4 separate regions of the Mus musculus genome follow, and all the other regions are linked to region 1. The links are chromatin contacts, called in public HiChIP or PLAC-seq maps. All regions are on one chromosome and are shown on one strand. Each heading gives the region's core, a stretch centred on a gene start, on an enhancer-like site or on the middle of the called end of the contact. The rest is flanking DNA. Distances are from core to core; before and after follow the strand shown. Region 1 holds the start of Dnm3os (dynamin 3, opposite strand). Region 2 holds the start of 4930558K02Rik (RIKEN cDNA 4930558K02 gene). Region 3 overlaps Dnm3 (dynamin 3). Region 4 overlaps Dnm3 (dynamin 3).

Region 1 (2,887 bases), core at 157-2,656:
GGAAGTTTTCTTGCTTCCAGTCTGCCTACCTCCCCCACTCTCCTTCACCTCCAGGACAGCTGGAAACTGACCAAAGAAAACTTTTGCCTTCGTTTACAAATTCCTGTTTTATCAGCATCTTTTTAGACAACGTGCCTTATCATTTCAAAGGCCCAGGACAAGTGAGAGCCTTGTTAAAAAAAAAAAAAAAAAAAAAAAAAAAGATGGGCCAGCAGGCTCAGCTGACCAGCAAGTATCAGCCATTCTTGGATTTTAGAAGAACAATTTCAATGTTATCTAGTGAGCCCACTAAAGACAGAGCGCTATTCCCCTGGCCTGCTAAGTTGCTGAGTCAGTAAGATGTGGGTTTGGCACTTGGGCCCTCATCTCTGGCTAAGTGCGTTTGCATTGTCTGATAGTAAAATAACAAAACAAAAAAGCAAAAAACAAAAGACTAGACTGCTTCTTATCGTTAGGTACTATTATTTCTGGTGTTTCTATTATATAGATAAACAGAAAAGCTCCCTGTTCATACAAGAGTTTTGAAAATTGCATTTTTTTCCTTTAGGGCAAAATGCATTCATTCCTGGAGTGTTAGAGGTTGCATACATAGCTCATCCATGCTCGAGTTTAAGTCTCTGAATTATCAGTTTCAACCATTCAAAACTAAGTCTCGTTCAGTTTTTGCTACTTGTCTGGAGTGAGGTTTTTTTCCCCACCTTTTATTTTGAAGCGGAAGACCCTTACATTTAAGAAAGCATTTGAACGATCAACATTTAGACTTATAAAAAACACACAGAAAATCACAATTTACCATACGACCTTGCTCTTTTGAAAGTTAAGTTCACGGTTATCTGTCCCTTAGCTCAGTGTCTCCAGCGTCTTCACACAGGTGATGGGATCTCTATCTAGTTCCCCAATCACAGACCAGGTACGCAATCCCAGAGGCCTTACCCGCTGGTCTTCCCTGGAGCAGTCCTCTCCCCTGGCAGAGTCCCTGAGGGCTTCTTGGTCCCTAGTTTGCAAAACCTGTGAAGAGAAACACTGGATATGAGATTCAACAAAGGAGCACCCAGCTGTCCTCTCCTTGGAAGCAGCACATTGTGTCCCCAGCCGTCCATGGCGTTGCTGGCCCTTGCCCAGTCTAACCAATGTGCAGACTACTGTACAACGGCATTGTCCTGAACAGGTAGTCTGAACACTGGGGCGACGGAGCAGGATCTCCTGAAGCTTCCATCGGTGTGTGGAAAATCCTGTCCCGGGGCTGGGGAGAGCCTGTCTTCCTGCACCAGGGGCTTGTTCAGCTTCCCCCCTGAACCCTGTCTGCTGCATCGACTGAGACACACTAAAGGGCTGTGATTTCCAGTCTTGACGTGGCACATTTGCAGCAGACTAGGGAACTGGCAATGAATTTAGGACCAGGAAAAGGGGGAGGGCTGGGCTGGAGAGTCCATATATGGGATGATGTCACCCTGGGGAGGTTTGGGTATGCGCTGTGCCGCTGGAGAGACCGCTAGAATCGCCTGCTCTCAGACATGGGTCTGTGCATAAAATGGTACCAGATGTTTTCGTGTAATGTTAAGCAGTCATTTCATCTTCAGGCCAGATTTTTTCCCTCAACTGGGCAGGAAGTGGGGCCCCAGTATGGAAAAGCTGTAAAAAAAAAAAAAAAAGGCAAGATGTACAGTTCTGCTGTGGCCAACCGAAAGTGAGTTGAGAGTAGAAGTACAAATTTGTTGCCTGATCTGGGCTGAAGAAGTAATTTAAAGATAGAAAGATGACAAAGCAGTAAGCAGAAAGTCAAACACTGTTAAGCAGGCAAACTTCGAGGCCTTTTTTTTTTTTTTTAACTTTCCTGCGATACTTTGTTTTCTTGTATTTTACTCCTTAGTGAGGTCAGATAAGTTGGGGCTCCCCCCTTTCTTTTCCTCCTCTTCCCCCTTCTCCCTCCTCCTCCTCCTCCTCCTCCTCCTCCTCCTCCTCCTCCTCCTCCTCCTCCTCCTTTTCTGCTGGACCTGTCAGCAGCTTGCAGGCTGCTCTAGACTTGAGCAGTAATTACAGCAACTTCCTGAAAGTGAAGCCCCCATGAAAAGTCTGGAGAAATGCTCTTTGTCATGGCCTCTCCATGAGTAATTAGTTCCATATGTGGCCTTCCTCGTCTCCCTCCCTCAGCTCTCTTGGCTGGCTCTCTGCATGCCGTTCTATAGCCTTACCTAAGGAAATGTTAAAAAGTTTAGACTTCAAGCACCCACACTGCTGTACCGCTCTTTTCTGAACATTTCCCTCTGGTAGAGCCACACGGTTAAGGACAGCATTGTTTTATCCTGCTGGCTACTCCCAATTCTGTTTGAATACTTTTGTTTTGTTTACATGGTGTTCTGATGATGAGGTTTATCTCTGGTTAAGTAAATCTGTTGAAACTGGCCCAGTGAAGCTTGACCACTTACAAACTCTCAGCTCGCTTGGCCTCTAGTCCTCTGTCCCAGTTGTTAACTGTTTCAAATTATGTAGGCTGTTGAATGTTGTGAACATGAGGTCCCCTAACTTGTTTTCCACTGTATTCTGATTGATATTAGATTTTTGTCTCAAATAAGAGCTTTATCAATTGGCCTTGTAGAGGTCACAATGTGGGAGATTTTCTAAATCTAACTCACAGGATGAAGGGCTATAGTATTTTTGTAAGAATTAGAGCCCGAACAACTTATTTGTACCTGCCTTCTATGACACTTTTGAGATGTACAAATCTATATTGGCTGTTTCAAAATGCTTCAAGTGAGAGCCGCCTTAACTTATTTATTTTTTCCTAACATGGTTTCTTTTAAATTGATGTACCACAAACGGTTCAAAAGTGGTCCCAAGCCCTTGTGAAGAAGATTAAGTCAGAGTACTTTATCTAGAAGCTTATGAT
Region 2 (2,887 bases), core at 134-2,633, 240 kb after region 1:
CTGCTCCTTTTGCCTTTCCCTTACATCATTTGATAATTATGTGTGTGTGTATGTGTGTATGTATGTGTAGCATCTGTGTGTGAACTCTCAGAGGCCAGAGGACATCCTAATATCCCGTCCTATCACTCTCCACCTTATTCCTTTCAGTCAGAGTTTCTCACTGAACTTGGAGCTAGGCTGGTGGCCAACAAGGCTGGAGGCTCCTCCTCTCTCTGCTCTACACGGCACTGAAGTTCCACACAAGCATGTGACCATACTCGGCTCTTTACATGGGTGCTGAGATAGGACCTCATGTTCTCGTGTTCCTACAGCAAATACTGTTGGACACTGAACCATCTTTCCAGTCCCATGAATTTTACAGTATCCTTTACTAGATAAATCCTTACACCTGCAGGCACAATAAATAGTCCACGGTTAATTTATAACCCTTTGCAAAGCCAAGTGTTGCCAGTGCAAGCAAGCTTTTGCTTCTAACTTTCTTCAAGTCCTTGGTATTTTTTTCACTTTGTCCAAAATTGAAATGCACACTTACTTTTACCTGATATCTACGTAATTTGGACATTGGAATTGGAATTGGAATTGACCTAGTGAACGAGAAGAAAGTAAAATTCCAACTGTATCAAAATGAAATGGCCTGAGTCTCCTGAAGTGTGTTCTCTTATTTTATAGACAGAAGAAAAAAGCAGGGAGTCTGTGGTGGAAAGAGAAGAAGCTGGAATAAAAGCAAATGCTATGATGATACACTGGCCTGTGGTTACTGCATATGGTTTTCATTTCCTTCATAATATACTCTCCCTCAACCATCTCTAGCTTTCTGTCCTCACAGCTCCCTTCATCCTCCATGTGTGACAGAGGAGGAAAGGTATTACAGTCTTCAAGATCGACTATAATTCAGGATGGACAAAAGGACAGTCTTCAAGATCAACTATAACTCAGGATAGTCAAGAGGAGTCAGAGATTCTTTTAAAAACCACACTATTCCTTGCATAGTCATCTCATTATGTATTAGATGTTGCTGGGATTTATAATAGTATCTTAGTCAGCAGGAGCACCAGAGAAGCAATAGAATAAGAAGCAGCTTGCAAAATAACCAAATAAGCAGTTATCACATATTGTTATGATAAGAGAAAAGGTTTGGTCATCTTCCTAGGGAAAAAGTATTAATGATTCAAGTGCTGATGCAGCTAGCTGAGCTCTTGACCAGCATTAATCCATTTGTTCCAACCTTGACCTAATGTTCTAGAAGGTAGCAATTGTGACTTCGGACAAAGGAACAATGGGATGCATTCCAGCCAATCAAAACCCAAAGTTCTCATTCCTAATGCATGCTGCAAGATTCTAAGTCATTCAAGTGCCTGTTGGAGACAGGCATCCTGGTGTTGAAAGTATGGAGGGGTCTCCCACCTGCTTTGGTGCCTAACCAAGAGGTACTGTAGCAGTCTCCCCTTGACAGCACAAAGAGGTATCTGTGTTCTCCAGTTCCCAGCTCAAAAAACTGAGAACACCTGAGAGATGGAAAAAAGAGAGCTAAAGGTAGGAAAAATTAGAACTTCTAATAGCAATAGTTCTTCTGGAGTTTCACCACTAAATAAATGTATGTCAACCTCTGGAAACATATATGCAAACACAAAAAGGATTTCAGTCCAAGCTTGGGTGAACCCATTGCTCTGGGCCTGAGTTGAGGCAGGATAGCATTAAACTATGCTAAGGCTTGTTAATGTGTCTATACTGTTAATAGTATGTAGGTGTTTCATAAGATACACTTCCTCAGCTAACTCATTAATTCTTTATTCCAACTTTCATCTTCCAATGTGGAGGCCAGGAGGCAAAGAGAAGGAACAGGTAGCAGCATATGTCTTTCCATGGCATGTCCCACGATTCCCTCCCTCCTACTATTCATCGCCTTCTAATAAGGCCATCAATTATGAACCTATCAAGGATTAGCTCAAGGTCCAATTACTTCTTCAGATTCCAGCTGACATCCAGGCATGGGATCCCCACATGAGCCTGCAGGGACACTTCTTGTTCAAACCATAACAAAGACTAGGAGGAAAACACTGCTATGTGTGTACAGACTAGGACATTTTAATGAGTGTTATAGACCCCAAGGCTCACTCCTTCTTTTCATGGCCTGAAAATAATATTGTCCTTGCCAATATGTATCTTATAACTCAACAAATAAGGATGATAGAAATAAGGATGGATGCTTGCCCAACTATAAATCCAGTTTTTAGATGAACCACACAGGGAGTTAAGATTGCTAAAAAACAGAGGCTAGGAGAGATGCTGTGTAAACATGACCACCATACTTCCAGTCCTCACAACCCAGGTAAAAAAAAAAAAGGCCAGAATCCCAGCACGAAGGAACCAGCAACAGCAATACCTCTGGATCTTGCAGGCCAGCCAGGCCAGCCAACGAGTAATCTCTAGATCGGTGAGAACCCTGCTTTAAAAGAAGGTGAGAGCCAAAAAGTGGTGGTGGCACATACCTTTAATCCCAGTGCTCAGGAAGCAGAGGAGGAGAATCTCTGAGTTCCAGGCCAGCCTGGTCTACAGAAAACCAAAACCAAAAATAAAATAAAAATGTGTGAGAGAGAAAAAGACAGCCAACATTGAGCCTTGGCCTCATACACGTGCAGCACACACACACACAGATGACTGAAAAGCAAACCAATTCTGCACTCCCTGTATTTTAACTGGAGTCTCTGTGTGGGGAAACCACCATGAACTTAGACCATTGCCCCATGAAATGCACCCAGCACCGGAAGGGCACAACCAGCTGCCTTCACACCATCCAATACACCTGCTGTTCTCACAGATGCTGAAGCCTAACACTGGAAGCCTCTGTTATGTTTCAATATCATCAATACCTTAAGATCAAACAAAA
Region 3 (2,887 bases), core at 207-2,706, 180 kb after region 1:
CCACCATCCATCCTGCTAAGGGGAGGATGTAGATAGGGTACCACTTGAATCAGGAGGCTACACTAAGTACCACATTCAGAGAGTCCTAGCAGAGGTGATTCATTTCTTCATTGGCACCAATCACAGAGAGAGAAGGGGACCCTCAGAAGTGAAAGTGGGACATTTCCTTGAGCCAGACCCGTGTCAGCCAGTGGCTCATATGAACAGCTCTGCCAGTTGTAAATTCTTGAACTCCAACGTTTGCATGAGTAGTTATTCGCTGCTCAGAGTCCCAGAGAGCCACACCCTGGGGCTGGCGCCTAACCACCATCCTAACTCTCTGCCGAGCCACTTTAAAAAGCATGTGAATACTACCCTGTTGGAGCTAGTGTTTCTGTCTCAGGACCGAGTTCCATGTACAATGTATTTCATTGAGCTCCCGTGCCACACTGCAGCATGTACCATGTTAAGGGGATAAATGTATGGATTGCAGAGTAAAAGGGCTAGTAAAGCAGGAAGCGGTCAAACTGTCAACTGCCACTTTAGAAGGAAGATACCAACTTTTAAAAATCTATTAACACAAAAGAAATGATTATTCCTGAATGAAATGTTTTAGGGGCCAGTGAGAAGGGGGGGAGGGGGAAAGAGCCAAGATGATTGTTTTGTTTTGTTTCATTTTGTTTCATTTGGTTTTGTTTGTTCACAGCTGGGGGAATGAGGAAATGCTTTTTGTAGTAAACTCTGGAAAAAGGAGCTTGACTGGCAAGACGCATTCAGCACGGTCCAAGCTATCTCACAGGATGTGACTGGGTTTAGCGTTGTAAGACAGCTCTGTAGTTTTATTCTGGCCAAATGTCTGTATGATTCTCAGGCAGTTCCCTCCCCTGTCACCTTCCAGCCTTGCTTCTAACAGGGAGTCTCTCTCACTTTGATTCACGGTTTCTCACAAGCAGCTCCAGACTGCCTTTATAAGATAACACAAGTCTTGGGAGTGAGAACGGAGTTGAACCATCTGCAGTTCTTTCTTTGCTATAAAAATAAATAAATAAATAAATAAATAAATAAATAAATAAATAAGAATTTCCACACTCATATCCTTGTTGGGTCCCTCATCCCAACCCAACCCCAACACATACTGCGGAAATGGTGAAAGAGACCCCAGACAGAGCAGTGGGGGTCGAACTCAGGGCGCATGATTCACTGCCTACTGCTTTCATCCACAGTCAATTTTCTAGACAAGCCTGGCCTCCTGTCACTCCCATTAATCACGGGGCCCAAGCAGAGTCCAGCAGGGTGCCCCTTGTACGGCTCAGACAGGGTCTGGGGCATCACAAGATTCCCATTAAAAGCGAGATAGGGGTCTTGACTTCTCATTCATTCCCACAATGCACTTCATCAGCATCCCGCTACACACTCCTCCTGTGAGCAACTGGCGCTGCTGGGTGTTGATGTTGGTTTTGGCTTGCTTCCTCCTAGAGCAGCCAGCCGTTGTGTAAGCAAGTCTGTCTGAATCGCTCTGGGGCTAACTGCCTTCTTAGAAGTCCTCCTGCTGCTCATTATTTAGCCAGCAAGCCATTACTATTATTAGCTTTGAATTCTTCCTTCTCCACTTTCTGTTCACTAAAATACTGAAGTGTGGACAATCATCGCCCAACCAATTGTTAAATGCCTCTCCCTGCCCCCCCCACCTTTTCTATTATTTGGGTTGACATTCAAAACAAGTACAAAACTCAGGAACTTTAAAGAGGGGTTTGGGATGGAGAGTCAGTAACTAGATTCCTTCTCGTGCTCTTTCAGTAACTTCTAGTGTACGTGCCATCTTCATTTTGTATGCACCATACAGTCTATTCAGAAAAATTTAAAGAGAAAATAAAAAAAGAACAGCATTAGGTAGTTCTTGGCAGTCAGTCAAAGACAGCATTGCAGGGAAGGTATTTAAGTCTTTTAAGTGAAGCTATTTGTATATCAGCAACTGCATTTTTCATGACCAGGGAGAGCTATTTGCACAGTCTTTCACGGAAATATTTCTAGACAGTTTCTGTGGCTTTCCTCCCTGAGCTCATGTATTTGCTTCTGCTTCAGAACAGGACAATTTAATGAGCAGTTTTACAGCCCAACCTGCACCCTGCACACTCTACGGGGCTACATGCCTGCCGCATATAACCTTTGCCCTATTTGCCATTAAAGAACAAGACTTTCCTATAACCAACTTTATACTATGATGGGGGTGGGGCACGCAACTGATACTTCAGTCCACCCTACAGCCCATAGACATCAATGTTTTAAAAACTTTATACTTAAAAAAAAATAGGGTACATATTAGCATTACCATAGTCAGCCCCCTTCTTTTGTAAGGTGTTTATGTCATCTTTCATCCTTTGACCTAGAGCAAAAGGACCACGTGCTTCAGAGCAAATAACTCATTTGGCCTCATTTCTAGTCCAGGGAGGCATGTTCAAAGATAAACCCCAAATTATTTCAGAAATAAAAACAACAACAAAAATAAAAAATAAGAGACATCATTTTCTGTCTCCAGTCTTACTAATGATTGTCAGCCCTGGAAAATCCTCTTTGTTTTCGTTTTAAGACATAGGGTTCTGCATATTCTCAAATGAAATAAGTATCTAATTGTAAACAAAAAAAATACCTAAATTTGCCTTATTTTCCCCATGGGTTCTGCTTTTGGTGTTCTGTTGTTTTTCTTGCTATCTGCTAAACATTTGAGCTCTCCCTTTCTTTTGAGCTGTGGAGCCCCAAACAGGAAGCAGGGACCCCTGGCCGGGTCTGGGCAGGAGAACAACCAAGCCATTGTGCAGAGGAACACCACCTCCCTCCTGGCCCTGCAATGCCGGCCTCTGCCCGCCTGTTTTAACTACGCTATGGATTTAAGGTAGTCTGCAGTACCTCA
Region 4 (2,887 bases), core at 228-2,727, 140 kb after region 1:
GACTGGCCAAGAGAGTAGATGAGAAAGACCAGGTCACCAAGGTAGCTGGATTATATAAAGAAGGGCATCTGGTGGTAGGGCAGCCCAGCCCCTGGGCTAGAGAAGTTTAGGGTAGGGGGTGATGTATGCCAGCCAGAAGGGTCCTGTAGCAGGTAGAAACTGAGGGATATACGGAGAACCTTGCAACCAACAGTCTGTGTAGGAGTGGGAGGGTCTGATACCCCACTACAACCACTACTACAGCAGTGTTTCTCCCAGAACTTTGAGCAGCTGTGTGTCCAATTCCAAAGGTCTTAGTTACCCTTCCATGGAAAAACACTTTCAAGGATTCAGACGTAAGCTATTGTCAACAAGAGTAGTGGAGAACATTATAAAAACATTATCCACCACTCAGAACTGCCATCCATGGCTGTCACCAAATAGATGACTGGGAACTGGCTGACTGAACCGGCAACTGGCCAGGCCACGCCATGTTCTCTGCTTCCATTGTGTCTTTTATTTAAGGATCAGGGCATCCTACACAGTGACATCATTGTTGCCGCTACTCGCACCATCTGCCACTGCGCAGGGAAGCTAGTCATCCCCGAGTGTCCAGAAACACTTGGTTGAACTCCTGAAACTGATTTGCTAGATCAAAAGCTGCTCTGCTGTGGAATGCAATAAACTCCATCTGTCTGAGGTATTTCCAGCAATATTGTTCTTCTTAGGAGAACCAGGGTCCCATTATTCTAGAAAATGGTCTTTTACCCATAGTAAAATCCCTCCCCAGTGGGGTCTTTACTGTCTTACTGAGCAGTTGGCATCCCCTCTAGGAAGGATTCCTCTGGGGTTTTGTTTTGTTTAGTTTAGTTTTTTACTTCATTCATTCTTATGTCATTATTTATGCATCTGATAAACTAGTGTGCAAACAGCTGTACTATGGCAGCCCAGTGCTAAAGAAACCTCTCTATAGGATTTTATCAATGCCTTTATATTTTCCTTGTTAAATACAATGGCTGAAATGGTCCCTGGGAAAGGTGGTTTTCTTAAGGTCAGCAGCAGGCATGGAACTCAAGGAAACCCTCTCCCGGGGTCATCGCCTTCCCACTCTCTCAGAATGTTTCCTGGTGTGTTTCCCCCTCCCCCTTAAATCCTCAAACTAAATGTAAAGGGCAGGCCCCTACCCCAGGCTTTCCTTCTGATGCACACACTTCCCTCACAGCTCTCTGCAAACCTCACATCTCAGCAAGGCGTTTCTTCTGGGCCCCTGTGAGGAGAAACTCAGATCCGTTCCGGGCTCACATCCCACCACGTCTGCCCCACAGGAACTGACCTTGCAAGGACTCGGGCTGCTCTAGGAGCAATGAATCACCGTTTTATTTTCTTAGGCCATATGTGAGTTCAATTGTTCGATGTAAATCATGCTCTCCCAGCTTCGGTTAGCAACAGGAGAGTCACAGGCTGCCACTCGCCCCTGGATGCCCTGTCTCCACACACACAGTATTTGCATTTAGAAATGTTGATGACGGTTTTGTGACTAACCTTTCCAGATCCCATGTTGCTGACTATGGAGTACTGTTTATTTTGGCCAAAGCCCCACTCTACAGTCTTGACTTCCCATGCCAACCCAAGACAGAAACTCATAACTTACCAAAGAAAAGAAAGGCTCAGAAGGAGTCTATAACTTGGGTTTGCTTCCTCTGTTGTCCCAAACCACCCACTCCATGCCTCAGTACTTGCTTCTTTTCTTTGAGAAGGAAGGAAAGAAGGAAGGAAGGAAGGAAGGAGGGAGGGAGGGAGGGAGGGAGGGAGGGAGGGAGGGAGGGAGGGAAGGAAGGAAGGAAAGAGAGAGAGAGAGAGAGAGAAAGAAAGAAAGAAAGAAAGAAAGAAAGAAAGAAAGAAAGAAAGAAAGAACTAATTTAATTCCACCTTCGTTGAAACCAAGAATGCAGTGCTTGTTTTGTTGTTTTTTGTTTTGTTTTGTTTTGTTTTGTTTTGTTTTGTTTTGTTTTAAAAAAAATAAAGTAATGACTGATGAAATTTTCCATGCTTGGCATGTTGGAGGAAGGGCTGTCAGGAAAGACGAGCCAGCACACTGACTTCTCTGCCTTTTATGCTAGCGGTTCACTTATTACCGATTCAAACCAATTCTTTCTGGCTTGGCTCCCATAGCCCAAGTATTCTGAGTAGAAAGCAATGGAGGGATATCGCCACACTGTTGTAAACGCGGGACTTCACTCCCCCTACCTACACGGATTCTCTGACTCAGGCCTGAGCCCTGGATGTACACAATGGGAAGTTATCGAAGGGTTCAGCTATTCATTCGGATTCCGATCCAGCAAGGAAAAACCTCATAATTTTGAAATAAATTTGTGTTTAACATATTTCTCTCACTTTTTTTTCCCTTCCTTGTGACTGCATGCACAGGGGAGCAACAAAGTAAGTTCTCTGCCCTAGTGCGGCTCTTCTGTGTTTCCTGTCTCCCCGGCCCCTGCTCCTGCATGCCCAGCCTCTGCTCCTGCATGCTGTCTTGACAAACGTGATTCTATGTATCTTGGGATAGCCACCCTCTGCTGGCCATTCCAAGGAGTCTATGGGGCAATGCAAATGTCAGGGGAAATGTGTGTGGATGGCCACAGTGGCTGCTCTGTTTTGGCCTTCTTGGAAGGGAAATAAGTTATGTTTTCAGAGCTGGTTATGGGACATGTCAGAGGGGTCACGCAAAAGAAAAAGACCAACTCTGAGCAAAGGAATGGTAAGGATTTGTCACAGAAGGGTTCCTCAAACTGATGGAACTCAGTGTAGCTGAAGAACTGACCCCAAATCAAAGCTTGTGCAGTTATAAAACCTCCAAACTGGAGCCTTAAAGGGCAGTATGGCAGGCTTTGTTGGCAAAACTGAACTCGAT

What was found. HiChIP or PLAC-seq counts read pairs in DNA pulled down with a chosen protein or histone mark.
Region 2: a contact with region 1 is called in an H3K4me3 HiChIP or PLAC-seq map of embryonic limb bud, with 8 times the contacts expected there. The contact joins the promoter of 4930558K02Rik here to the promoter of Dnm3os in region 1. A contact is called at or near these places in 17 of 39 promoter capture datasets (the 3T3-L1 cell line, the C10 cell line, the HPC-7 cell line and 10 more), 10 of 484 Hi-C or Micro-C datasets (the 3T3-L1 cell line, 3T3-L1-derived adipocytes, the NIH/3T3 cell line and 4 more), 9 of 115 datasets of contacts at active chromatin or transcription factors (bone marrow-derived macrophages, craniofacial prominence, embryonic limb bud and 6 more) and 3 of 9 other capture datasets (adipose tissue, embryonic stem cells and pancreatic islet).
Region 3: a contact with region 1 is called in an H3K4me3 HiChIP or PLAC-seq map of embryonic limb bud, with 5 times the contacts expected there. The contact joins the enhancer-like site here to the promoter of Dnm3os in region 1. A contact is called at or near these places in 10 of 39 promoter capture datasets (the 3T3-L1 cell line, the HPC-7 cell line, the SN4741 cell line and 6 more), 15 of 484 Hi-C or Micro-C datasets (the C2C12 cell line, the N1E-115 cell line, cranial neural crest and 6 more), 11 of 115 datasets of contacts at active chromatin or transcription factors (cardiomyocytes, craniofacial prominence, embryonic fibroblasts and 8 more) and 1 of 9 other capture datasets (embryonic stem cells).
Region 4: a contact with region 1 is called in an H3K4me3 HiChIP or PLAC-seq map of embryonic limb bud, with 8 times the contacts expected there. The contact joins the enhancer-like site here to the promoter of Dnm3os in region 1. A contact is called at or near these places in 12 of 39 promoter capture datasets (the 3T3-L1 cell line, 3T3-L1-derived adipocytes, the HPC-7 cell line and 6 more), 23 of 484 Hi-C or Micro-C datasets (the 3T3-L1 cell line, 3T3-L1-derived adipocytes, the C3H10T1/2 cell line and 13 more), 7 of 115 datasets of contacts at active chromatin or transcription factors (the NIH/3T3 cell line, cardiomyocytes, craniofacial prominence and 4 more) and 2 of 9 other capture datasets (embryonic tail and embryonic trunk).

Annotation. Positions count from the first base shown.
Region 1 is chr1:162,216,142-162,219,028 of GRCm38.p6, reverse strand. Dnm3os (dynamin 3, opposite strand) reads right to left here and starts at 1,406. Exons shown (of 1, transcript NR_002870.2): 1 at 1-1,406. The region is part of intron 14 of Dnm3 (dynamin 3); the gene reads left to right. It overlaps Mir199a-2 (microRNA 199a-2), which reads right to left and starts at 1,215; the gene lies at 1,106-1,215.
Region 2 is chr1:161,978,132-161,981,018 of GRCm38.p6, reverse strand. 4930558K02Rik (RIKEN cDNA 4930558K02 gene) reads left to right here and starts at 1,383. Exons shown (of 7, transcript NM_001204904.1): 1 at 1,383-1,533. The coding sequence starts at 1,513.
Region 3 is chr1:162,036,605-162,039,491 of GRCm38.p6, reverse strand. The region is part of intron 17 of Dnm3 (dynamin 3); the gene reads left to right. Among named protein-coding and RNA genes, the nearest start is that of 2810442N19Rik, 33 kb to the right of the region's middle. Within about 2 kb of position 1,456, at least 166 of the 459 cell types and tissues checked have an H3K27ac peak or open chromatin away from gene starts, as enhancers often do. A contact at or near this core is called in the C2C12 cell line, the N1E-115 cell line, embryonic fibroblasts and 7 more, where this site is marked.
Region 4 is chr1:162,075,306-162,078,192 of GRCm38.p6, reverse strand. It overlaps Dnm3 (dynamin 3), which reads left to right. Exons shown (of 21, transcript NM_001038619.2): 17 at 2,407-2,418. Among named protein-coding and RNA genes, the nearest start is that of 2810442N19Rik, 72 kb to the right of the region's middle. RefSeq lists an enhancer at 633-2,887. Within about 2 kb of position 1,477, at least 99 of the 459 cell types and tissues checked have an H3K27ac peak or open chromatin away from gene starts, as enhancers often do. A contact at or near this core is called in 3T3-L1-derived adipocytes, the C3H10T1/2 cell line, the MC38 cell line and 10 more, where this site is marked.